Regions from separate parts of the Mus musculus genome. Here regions 1 and 3 are each linked to region 2. Evidence: chromatin contacts called from public Hi-C and capture Hi-C data. All regions are on one chromosome and are shown on one strand. The core of a region is the stretch at or near the end of the contact, and the rest is flanking DNA. Distances in the headings are between cores, read along the strand shown.

Evidence for each region. A called contact is a pair of places that touch in the nucleus more often than the background predicts. Capture Hi-C pulls out chosen DNA fragments and counts their contacts.
Region 1: a Hi-C map of regulatory T cells shows a contact between it and region 2, with 1.9 times the contacts expected there. The contact joins two enhancer-like sites. A contact is called at or near these places in 4 of 484 Hi-C or Micro-C datasets (CD8 T cells, cardiomyocytes, nephron progenitors and 1 more), 2 of 115 datasets of contacts at active chromatin or transcription factors (pancreatic cancer cells and thymic regulatory T cells) and 1 of 9 other capture datasets (embryonic stem cells).
Region 3: a capture Hi-C map of embryonic stem cells shows a contact between it and region 2, with 3 times the contacts expected there. The contact joins two enhancer-like sites. A contact is called at or near these places in 1 of 484 Hi-C or Micro-C datasets (nephron progenitors), 1 of 115 datasets of contacts at active chromatin or transcription factors (embryonic stem cells) and 1 of 9 other capture datasets (embryonic stem cells).

Annotation. Positions count from the first base shown.
Region 1 is chr16:33,605,466-33,608,374 of GRCm38.p6, forward strand. Slc12a8 (solute carrier family 12 (potassium/chloride transporters), member 8) reads left to right here. Exons shown (of 13, transcript NM_134251.3): 6 at 701-788; 7 at 2,680-2,767. Among named protein-coding and RNA genes, the nearest start is that of Heg1, 78 kb to the right of the region's middle. Within about 2 kb of position 1,561, at least 69 of the 459 cell types and tissues checked have an H3K27ac peak or open chromatin away from gene starts, as enhancers often do. A contact at or near this core is called in CD8 T cells and regulatory T cells, where this site is marked.
Region 2 is chr16:33,335,600-33,338,733 of GRCm38.p6, forward strand. No RefSeq gene overlaps it. Among named protein-coding and RNA genes, the nearest start is that of 1700007L15Rik, 44 kb to the right of the region's middle. Within about 2 kb of position 1,827, at least 90 of the 459 cell types and tissues checked have an H3K27ac peak or open chromatin away from gene starts, as enhancers often do. A contact at or near this core is called in CD8 T cells, embryonic stem cells and regulatory T cells, where this site is marked.
Region 3 is chr16:33,643,014-33,646,202 of GRCm38.p6, forward strand. All of the region lies in intron 9 of Slc12a8 (solute carrier family 12 (potassium/chloride transporters), member 8), which reads left to right. Among named protein-coding and RNA genes, the nearest start is that of Heg1, 40 kb to the right of the region's middle. Within about 2 kb of position 1,793, at least 2 of the 459 cell types and tissues checked have an H3K27ac peak or open chromatin away from gene starts, as enhancers often do. A contact at or near this core is called in embryonic stem cells, where this site is marked.

The DNA of each region.
Region 1 (2,909 bases), core at 311-2,810, 270 kb after region 2:
AATTTTCATTATCTTTTGGGAGGGTAGGGGATGGGTAGTTTCTTGAGGCAGGCTTCCTTTCACTCTGACTCTTTGGCTGTCCTGGAACTTGCCGTGTAGACTAGGCTGGCTTCAGACTCACAGAGATCCAAGTGCCTTTACCTTTCCAATGCTTCCACTGGGGTTCTTGGGACTTGAGGTAATACGGAAAAGATTTGCCAGAGTGTTCACCTCAGATTTTTGTCATTTGTAGCTCTGAACATGGCACCTGGTCCTGGCTGCTGGATGATACCTAACCCCAGAAGTGCTTGAACCCTCTGTGAATTAGTTGCTGAAGAACTCTGCAGGCCCTTTGATTCCCGCTGAGCCACTTGGGCACTGTCCCAGCTAAGCAAGCAGGCAGAGCTCAGAATGCCCCATCAGGACCTTTGTGTGGCTCTGATCACACCTCCCTCATCCTTAACACTTTCATGGAGTGATAAGATGCTTTTGTAGCAGGGAGGGGTTTCCTCCTCAGCGCACAATCCACAAAGGTCCCTTTCACATCCCTGTAGATGCCTCCCCAGTTGCCTAGGGAGATAGACAGGCGGCCAGCCTGCAGTCCTTCAAATGACAGCTTCTAGGAAAGAGCCTGGAGGAGAAGAAGGGACCACCCTGGGGAGAGCTCTTTGATTGACAGAGTACCCTGCCTCACTTCATCTCTTGTCTGGGTGTCTTTCAGGAGTCATGGCTGGCTTCAACATGGGAGGAGACCTGAGAGACCCTGCTGACAGTGTCCCCTTAGGCTCCCTAGCAGCTGTTGGCGTCTCGTAAGTTCCCCTCTTAGATTGGTCTGAGCTGGAGAATGGGAGAGAAAACCCAGGCAGAAGAGGGGGCTGCCCCTTTTGTTCTGAGAATGCCCTGGCTGTGACCAACCTATTTCGTATTCCAATCCTCCTTTTTACACTCGGTGGGCTGGAAAATTCACGTCTGGTGGGTTCTGATGCTGCCCTTTCACAGTCCTGCCTGAGAATGCTGTGGGAGGAGGGGGATCATGAATGCAAAATAATCCTTCCTTGCCCCACCCCCAACCACCCTGCCTCTTCTCCACCTTCTTTTGAACTTGGGGATTTTTTTTTTTTTTAATTCAGAGTTCCCAGGGTCATGGTGGGAACATGGGGATGAAGCATTGGGTAATCTCATAGACTAGCATCGGCATTCCATTTGTCAGCCTTCTGAGCTTCTATGAAAGGAGAGAGGGAGGGAGGGAGGGGAGAGAGAGGGAGAGAGAGAGAGAGAGAGAGAGAGAGAGAGAGAGAGAGAGAGAGAGAGAGGATGGGGATGTCTACATGTCATATGTGTACCGAATGAATGGAGGGAGATGCTACATGATGCAAGTAGCAGAAGCTCAGAGATGGGGCTCCCCCTCCCTCAGTTGCTGGTTTCTGGGGTTTTAGTTCCTATCACGCTGCTGTCACCTGACTAACAAGACCTTGAGTCTGGGTTTTTTGTTTTTTGTTTTTTTTCCTTCTAGAGTCTTCTGTTATTTCCCCTGTGTAGTAGGCAGGAGGGCACCTCTCTGCCTTCACTGAATAGGTGCGGAAATGCAGTGAGGTCATAGGCAGAAAGAACCCTGCCACGAGGAGCTGGCAGTGCCTGTGCTATTTTAATGACAGCACTTGAAAATGTTAAAATATCTGCCTGTGAATGCTTACTGACACAAGTCCCTTGCTGCCAGCCAGGCACAGGGCACCAGGCCGTGTGTATAAAAGAGGCAAGGACATTGTGAAGAGCATAAAACGATCAGGAAGAGCTGAGCATGAGAGAGGGGGAGAGAGGAGGTTCCACATGAGCACCTGTCCTGCTTTACACAGAGCTGGAAGTCAGAGGAGCCTTGTGTGTCATGGCCCAGCCGGGAATGGGCAGATCTCAGGGTCATGTGACTTAGTCAGCCACCCAGAACAGCTTGATGGCAGAGCCACTCTACAGCTTCACCTGTTAATTCTCCCCTCTGTGTCTTCATTTGCTTTCTGTTGCTGGACCTTGGGGAGGAAACAGTTAATCTCAGTATACATTCATCATGGCGGAAAGTCAGACTGGAGGCAGGAGCGGAAAGCAGAGATGATAGATGAAGGAATGCTGCTTACTGGCTTGCTCAGCTTGCTTTCTTACAGACCATCTGCCTAGGGATGGTACCACCCACAGTGGGCTGTACCCTCCGCTATCAATCCTTAATCAAGAAAATGCCGGCTATACTCACCTACGGGTCACAGGCCAATCTTACAGAGACATTTTCTCAGTTGAGGTTCCTTCTTTTCAGGTGATCCTAGCTTGTGCCAAGTTAACAAAAGCACTTAAGTACACTGTTGCCTGTGGTCTAGAGACCGGAGAGGTCCAACACATGACTGGGTAATTCTTCTACTGGAGGAAGATAGATGGACTGCAGGACAGCAGGTCAACCCTGGCCAAGTCCGGGAAGCTGGGCTTCCCATTTCCCCACTTCAATACCCTTTCTTAATATAAGATTAAAACCACTGCTACCTTGGTTTCTTTTGGCCAAGAAATACACTATAGAGTAGAAAGAGTACAAAATGCACCTTCCCAGGCTTCTCCATGGCTCCATGGCTGGCCTTCTTTCATGACTCAGGTTCCCATAGAAAACTGAGGCTTGGTGGGATTGGGGCTGGACAATATGGCAGCTCTTTCTCTTGGATTTTGCAGGTGGTTTCTCTACATCATCTTTGCCTTCCTGCTTGGTGCCGTCTGTACCCGAGAGGCCCTCCGCTCTGACTTCCTGATAGCTGAAAAGGTGGGTGCATCCTGTGCTGCCCAAAGGGCTTACTTGTTCCATGAACACCCAACACCCAACAGCCTCCTCTTGCAGCTCTGTCTGAGAATCTGTATTGCCTTCAGCCCAGGACCAAGTTGGAGGTTTTGGGTGCTGGCATATG
Region 2 (3,134 bases), core at 577-3,076:
TCTTCTGGTTGAGCATTTCCTTCCTTCCTTCCTTCCTTCCTTCCTTCCTTCCTTCCTTCCTTTACTTTTGGTTTTTATTTCTCTGTGTAGCTGCCTGCCTCTGCCTCCCAAGTGCTGGGATTAAAGGCATGTGCCATCACTGCCTGACTCTTTGTTTTTTAAGATTTTTTAAATTATTATTATATATAAGTATGCTGTAGCTGTCTTCAGACCCACCAGAAGAGGGTGTTAGATCTCATTACGGATGGTTGTGAGCCACCATGTGGTTTCTAGGATTTGAACTCAGGACCTTCAGAAGAGCAGTCAGTGCTCTTAACCGCTGAGCCATCTCTCCAGCCCTGGGTGAGCATTTTGTTTTGTTTTGTTTTGCTTTCTTCCCCTTCTTGGTATAAGATGGTTTCCAGAGTCCTCACTACCTGGTTGTTCTCTCCAATCTGTCAGTGTGCATCTTAAAATCTGACACCCAGAACCAAACACTGGGTATGAAATATCAGATGCACCGGACCTGGCGGGGGAGGGTGTGTGTGTGCTTCTCTGTAATTAGAAAGGACGCCAATCCCAGGCTGGGTCAGTCCTGGGACAATGGCATGCGCTGAGGCAGACTGAGACGGTCTCACTCAAGGATAGGAAAACTATGTGGTCAGAGAAAAACAGCTAAGGGCTAGCACCAATTTGTAGCACCCAGAAATAGTTATGAATGCAGGTTTGCAATTTACTCCTTTAGTTTTCGTTAGGAAATATCATGAAAATGTGTGTGGTCTATTCAGGTATAGTCTCTGGAGGATAAAAAATGAGGAAGGCGACAGGAGGAAGGGAGATGGGGGGGAGGGGGACGGGGAGAGGAAGAAAGGGTGTGGGGAAGGAAGGGAGGGAGGGAGGGATGGAGGAGACTGGCCTTGCTGTGATGTTGGCTGAAAACTCAGAGGTTTCGATGTCAAACTAGAAATGATATAGAATCACTAGCTGGTCCCTAGCCAGAAGCTGGTAGAATATTCTAGAAGGCAGGCAGGGACTAAGAGCAATAGTGGGTGTTGGCTTTGGTCTCCTGATCCCCCTGCCTGGAACACTGGGAAGCAGGCTATGGGCTAAGGCGGTGCCCCCCACAAATGTAAGCGGTGGTTCTCTTAGCTCCCTCACTCCCTTGTTCTTGTCTTGCCCCAGAGAGACAGGGCTCTAAAGAATGCTCTAGAGCAGTGGTTCTCAACCTGTGGGTTGTGACCTTCATGGGGGTTGCCTATCAGATATTTATACTGTGATTTATAATTAGCCAAATTACAAAGTAGCAATGAAATAATTTTATGGTTGGGGGGTCACTACAACATGAGGAACTGTATGCAAGGGTCACAGCATTAGGAAGGCTGAGAACTACTGGCCTAGAGAGTGTCCTGTCTACACGGCATGGTGTCGGACACCTGAAACCCCCAGCACTTGGTAGGTGGAGCCAGAATGATCAGGGAGTTCAAAGCTACAAAGCAAGTTCTGGACCAGCCTGGGCCACATGAGACTCTGCCTTGAAAAAAAAAAAACAAAAACACAACAAAAAGAAACAAAGAAGAGGAGGAGGTTTGGTCTGGACAGAAACAAGACAGGGATTTCCAAGGGTAGTGGGTCTGCTTCAGCTCTGACCTTCAGCCAGAAGTGGCCAGTCAGTGCCAGTCCCACAGCAAGGACAAAAGTGAAGCTTCTGTGCCCTCCACCAGGAGGCAGGCAGCCTCGCAAACCAACGGTGATGTCATCATTTGGCTTGCTCTTCATTTCTGCAGTTTGAAAGCTGAACCTGGCGACTCTCCCTCTACGGTGAGGATGTGCATACCTTTCATTCAACAGACCAGGCTCCAGATGGAAGCTCAGGGGAGGGCCGCAGTCTCTGGAGGCCCGGGGTAGGGACTGGCCCACAGGAGGGCGCCCCTGAGCCCATTAAGCAACAACTACCAAGTCCATCTTTTGTTTGTTTATATTTGATCTCTAACACGTCACCATCTACAATGACTCTATAATACGAGATTTCCTGGTTTTGCGAGTGACTCGTAATCGATCAGGAAGCGTTTGTTCTAATTTCCCTCCAGGATCACTGTCTCCTGGAAATACTCTCCTAAATTTAAAAAGCGCAGACAAGAAAGGTAGGTGAACCGAAGGCAAAAGTGGTGCCGGGGGACGTTGTTTTGGTTTGGTTTGATTGTTTGTTTCTGAGCTACCTGAGTGTGCCGAGGTCATGAAACACTGTCTCAAAATCAGACGGAAGCAGGGTCTGTGGGAGGGCTCAGCCCACAAACGCCACCCTCAAGTCTGATGACCTGAGTTCAACCCCTACCCCCAGAACCCACAGCTAGAAGGCAAGAACCGGTTCCTGCAAGTTGGCCTCTGACCTCTATACACATGACATTCACCAGTTCTTGCCCACAAGCGCACATGCAAAATACAAAGTAGATATAACAGTACAAATTTTAAATCTTGCCTGGTGTGGTGGCGCATGCCTTTAATCCCAGCACTCAGGAGGCAGAAGCAGGCTGGTTTGAGTCCAGCCAGGTCTACAAAGCAAGTCCAGGACAGCTAGGGCTATTCCACAGAGAACCCATGTCTAGAAAAACAAAAACAACAAAAATTAAAATCACACAAACACAACAAAAGAAACCGCCATAGAGGACTTCCATCAAGGGCCAGTCACCTTTTGGAGGGGGAAAATACCACAGCAAGCTCAACCTATTATTTAAATCTGTACCCCTTATGTTGGGACTTGAACCTGTGCCCTTCATAAGCACCTTCCCACCTACCTACAGTCCTAACCTATACCAGGGTTTTAAACATACGAAGCTGGCATCTGGCCCAAGTGGATCCTTCCAATCTCTAATAGCTCCAACACGCGGCCTAAATACTGCCTGCTAAAATCCATATTATCTCAGTAATACCAGGTTCACCTTTGAGAGAAGGAGGCAGGCTTGCAAACAGACTCTGTGAGATGAGCATCGGCCCAGAGGAACAATGGTGTTTGAGGAGGAATTTAAATGTGCTGAGCATGTGGGCCTGTCCAGAGTCACAGGAAGCAAGATGTGTTTGTTCATTCATTCATGCATGTGCTTGTTTAACAAATATTTATTGAGGGCAACTCTGTGTCCACAGTGTCTGTTTGGCTTTCA
Region 3 (3,189 bases), core at 543-3,042, 310 kb after region 2:
CACCTATTCTGACTCCCTGCCCTGGCATTCCCCTACACTGGGGCATCAAGCCTTCCCAGGACCAAGGGCCTCTCCTCCCATTGATGCCTGACAAGGCCATCCTCAGCTATACATGCAGCTGGAGCCATGTGTACTCTTTTTGGTTGGTGGTTTACTCCCTAGAAGCTCTGGGGTGGGGGGACTGGTTGGTTGATATTGTTGTTCTTCCTATGGGGTTACAAACCCCTTCAGCTCCTTCAGTTCTTTCTCGATCTCCTTCATTGGTGACCTCATGCTCAGTCCAATGGTTGGCTGTGAGCATCTGCCTCTGTATTTGTCAGGCTCTGGCAGAGCCTCTCAGGAGACAGCTATATCAGGCTCCTGTCAGCAAGCACGTCTTGGCATCTGCAGTAGTGTCTGGGTTTGGTGACTATATATGGGATGGATTCCCAGGTGGGGCAGTCTCTAGATGGCCTTTCCTTCAGTATCTGTTCTACACGTTGTCTCCATATTTCCTCTTGTGAGTATTTTGTTCACCCTTCTAAAGAAGCACTGAAGTATACACACTTCTGTCTTCCTTCATCTTGAGCTTCATGTGGTCTGTAAATTGTATCTTAGGTATTCCAAGCTTTTGGGCTAATATCTACTTATCAGTGAGTGCATACCATGTGTGGCTTTTTGTGATTGGGTTACCTCACTCAGGATGATATTTTCTAGTTCCATCCATTTGCCTAAGAATTTCATGAAGTCATTGTTTTTAATAGCTGAGCAGTTCTCCATTGTATAAATGCACCACATTTTCTGTATCCATTCCTCTGTTGAAGGACATCTGGGCTCTTTTCAGCTTCTGGCTATTATAAATAAGGTTGCTACGAACGTAGTGGAACATATGTCCTTGTTATATATTGGAGCATCTTCTGGGTATATGCCCAGGAGTGGTATAGCTGGGTCTTCAGGTAGTACTGTGTCCAATTTTCTGAGGAAACTCGAGACTGATTTCCAGAGTGGTTGTACCAGCTTGTTTGCAATCCCACCAACAATGGAGAAGTGTTCCTCTTTCTCCACATCTTTGCCAGCATCTGCTCTCACCTGAGTTTTTGATCTTAGCCATTCTGACTGGTGTGAGGTGGAATCTCAGAGTTGTTTTGATTTACATTTCCCTGATGACTAAAGGTGTTGAACATTTCTTTAGGTGCTTCTCAGCCATTCGATATTCCTCAGTTGAGAATTCTTTGTTTTAGCTCTCTACCCCATTATTTAATAGGGTTATTTGATTCTCTGGAGTCTAACTTTTTGAGTTCTTTTTATATATTGGAGATTAGCCTTCTATCAAATGTAGGATTGGTAAAGATCTTTTCCTAATATGTTGGTTGCCTTTTTTTTTCTTGTCCTATTGACAGTGTCCTTTGCTTTACAGAAGCTTTGCAATTTTATGAGGTTCCATTTGGTCTAGCATTCAAACTCAAAGAATGCCACCATTCTCTTTTAGGGTGGGTCTTCCTATGTTAATTAACCTAACCCTGATGATCCCTGACAGGAAAGTCTAGAAGCTTGCCTCCTTACTCAGAGAAGGGCAAGAGATAGATAACCAGGAAGATGGTAAAAGCTACAACAGTAAAGGGCAAAGTGTCAGACTTTCTGTTACTGTTAACAAATCCCCAAGGACAGTGAGTTAAAGAGAAGGCTCAGTTGCTTTACTTTTTAGTGGTGTCACTAAAGTGGCTTTCGCTATCATTGTTGGGCTCCTTCTGAGCCCGTGGTGTTGCAGAATGTCACAGTGGTAGGTGCATGTAGATCAGGCTACTCACCTCATAAGGATAGTGAGCAGTGAGAGAAAGGCAAGAAGGGACAGGGAACAACATACACCCTCAGAGGCACACCCCCATCAGAGTCACCTTCTTCTTCCAACCAAGATACTCTTCTAGTGGTTCTCTCACCTCCTACAAATGTTATCAAGTTATGAAACCATCAATGGTTAATCCACCTACAACATCATGGCTCTCATGATCCAATTGCTTTCCCTGAAAATCCATCAGCAGGCAAGTGAGCCCCCAGTACAAGAGCTTGTGGGGGACCTGTCATGTTCAACCATATTAGTCTGGGTGTGAAGCAATGTGATTAATCTGATATGCTTCATTGAGGATACCTCTGCTTCAGTTTAGTTTTTTATTTTATTTTATTTTTTTTATTTTAAGACATTGTCTCTTTGGGTAGCCCAGACTGGCCTAGAATTCATGATCCTTGTGCCTTAGCTTCTTTAGTGCTGTGATTACAGATTCCACTAGTACAGATGTACAGAGGGACTAGTTCTAAAGGGCCCAGGGCCCAGAGTAAAAAGCAGCAGGCTTGCACTGAAATGCATAATGACTGCCAGCTATAAGTCCAAGCTTCAAGATCAATATGGATGCATGTACACCAAGGGCATAGAAACGTATAATACGTATGTAAGAATGCAGATGCATGTGATAGTAAATTCTGTGAAAGAAAGGACATAGTACGAAGGAAACACAACTGGTATGAAGAATTAGGTTTGTGTGGTAGGGTTGAACTTTTGTGAGGCAGTGATATGGTCTATGACCTGAAGAGTGGATGATAGGCAAGCAGCTAAGGGATCTATGAGAAGAGAATTCCAGCAGGATTCCAGACACCTCCTACCCATCAGAAGCAGCCCAGAAGGAGGAGAAAACAAGTGAGTGAGACAGGACCAGGGCATAGATGACGAAGCTCTGAGAGAGGAGCTGGTACATGCAAGGTACTTCGACTGAAGAAGGAGTTGATACTGGAAAGTAAAGCGTTGAAGTTGACACATTTCCTGAGCAACCAGCTATGGAAGTTCAGTGTCAAAATAAGGCACAGTCACACAGCAGAGTCCGGTGTTCTCAGTTGTTTGGCTCGCAGGGCATGGTACTCTTGGTGAGTAGAGCACAATGTTAAACCATCTATATGTATTTTCATGGTTCAATACCATGAGCACATCTGAAATCATGTAAATTGAGAATGCAGCGCTAAATAAAACATTCAACCCTGAGAAGCTCCAGTGTCCCTGAAGCCCATGATGAAGGGGTTGGAATATGTATGTATTAGTGCTCAGATCCTGTTGTCAGCTTCTGGGCTGTATCAGAGACCAGGCTAAGCTAGCTTCAATTACCAGAAGTCAGATGGCAGCAAAAACTATCCTGTTGTAGACAAAAGCCAGCCTGGACCATCAGT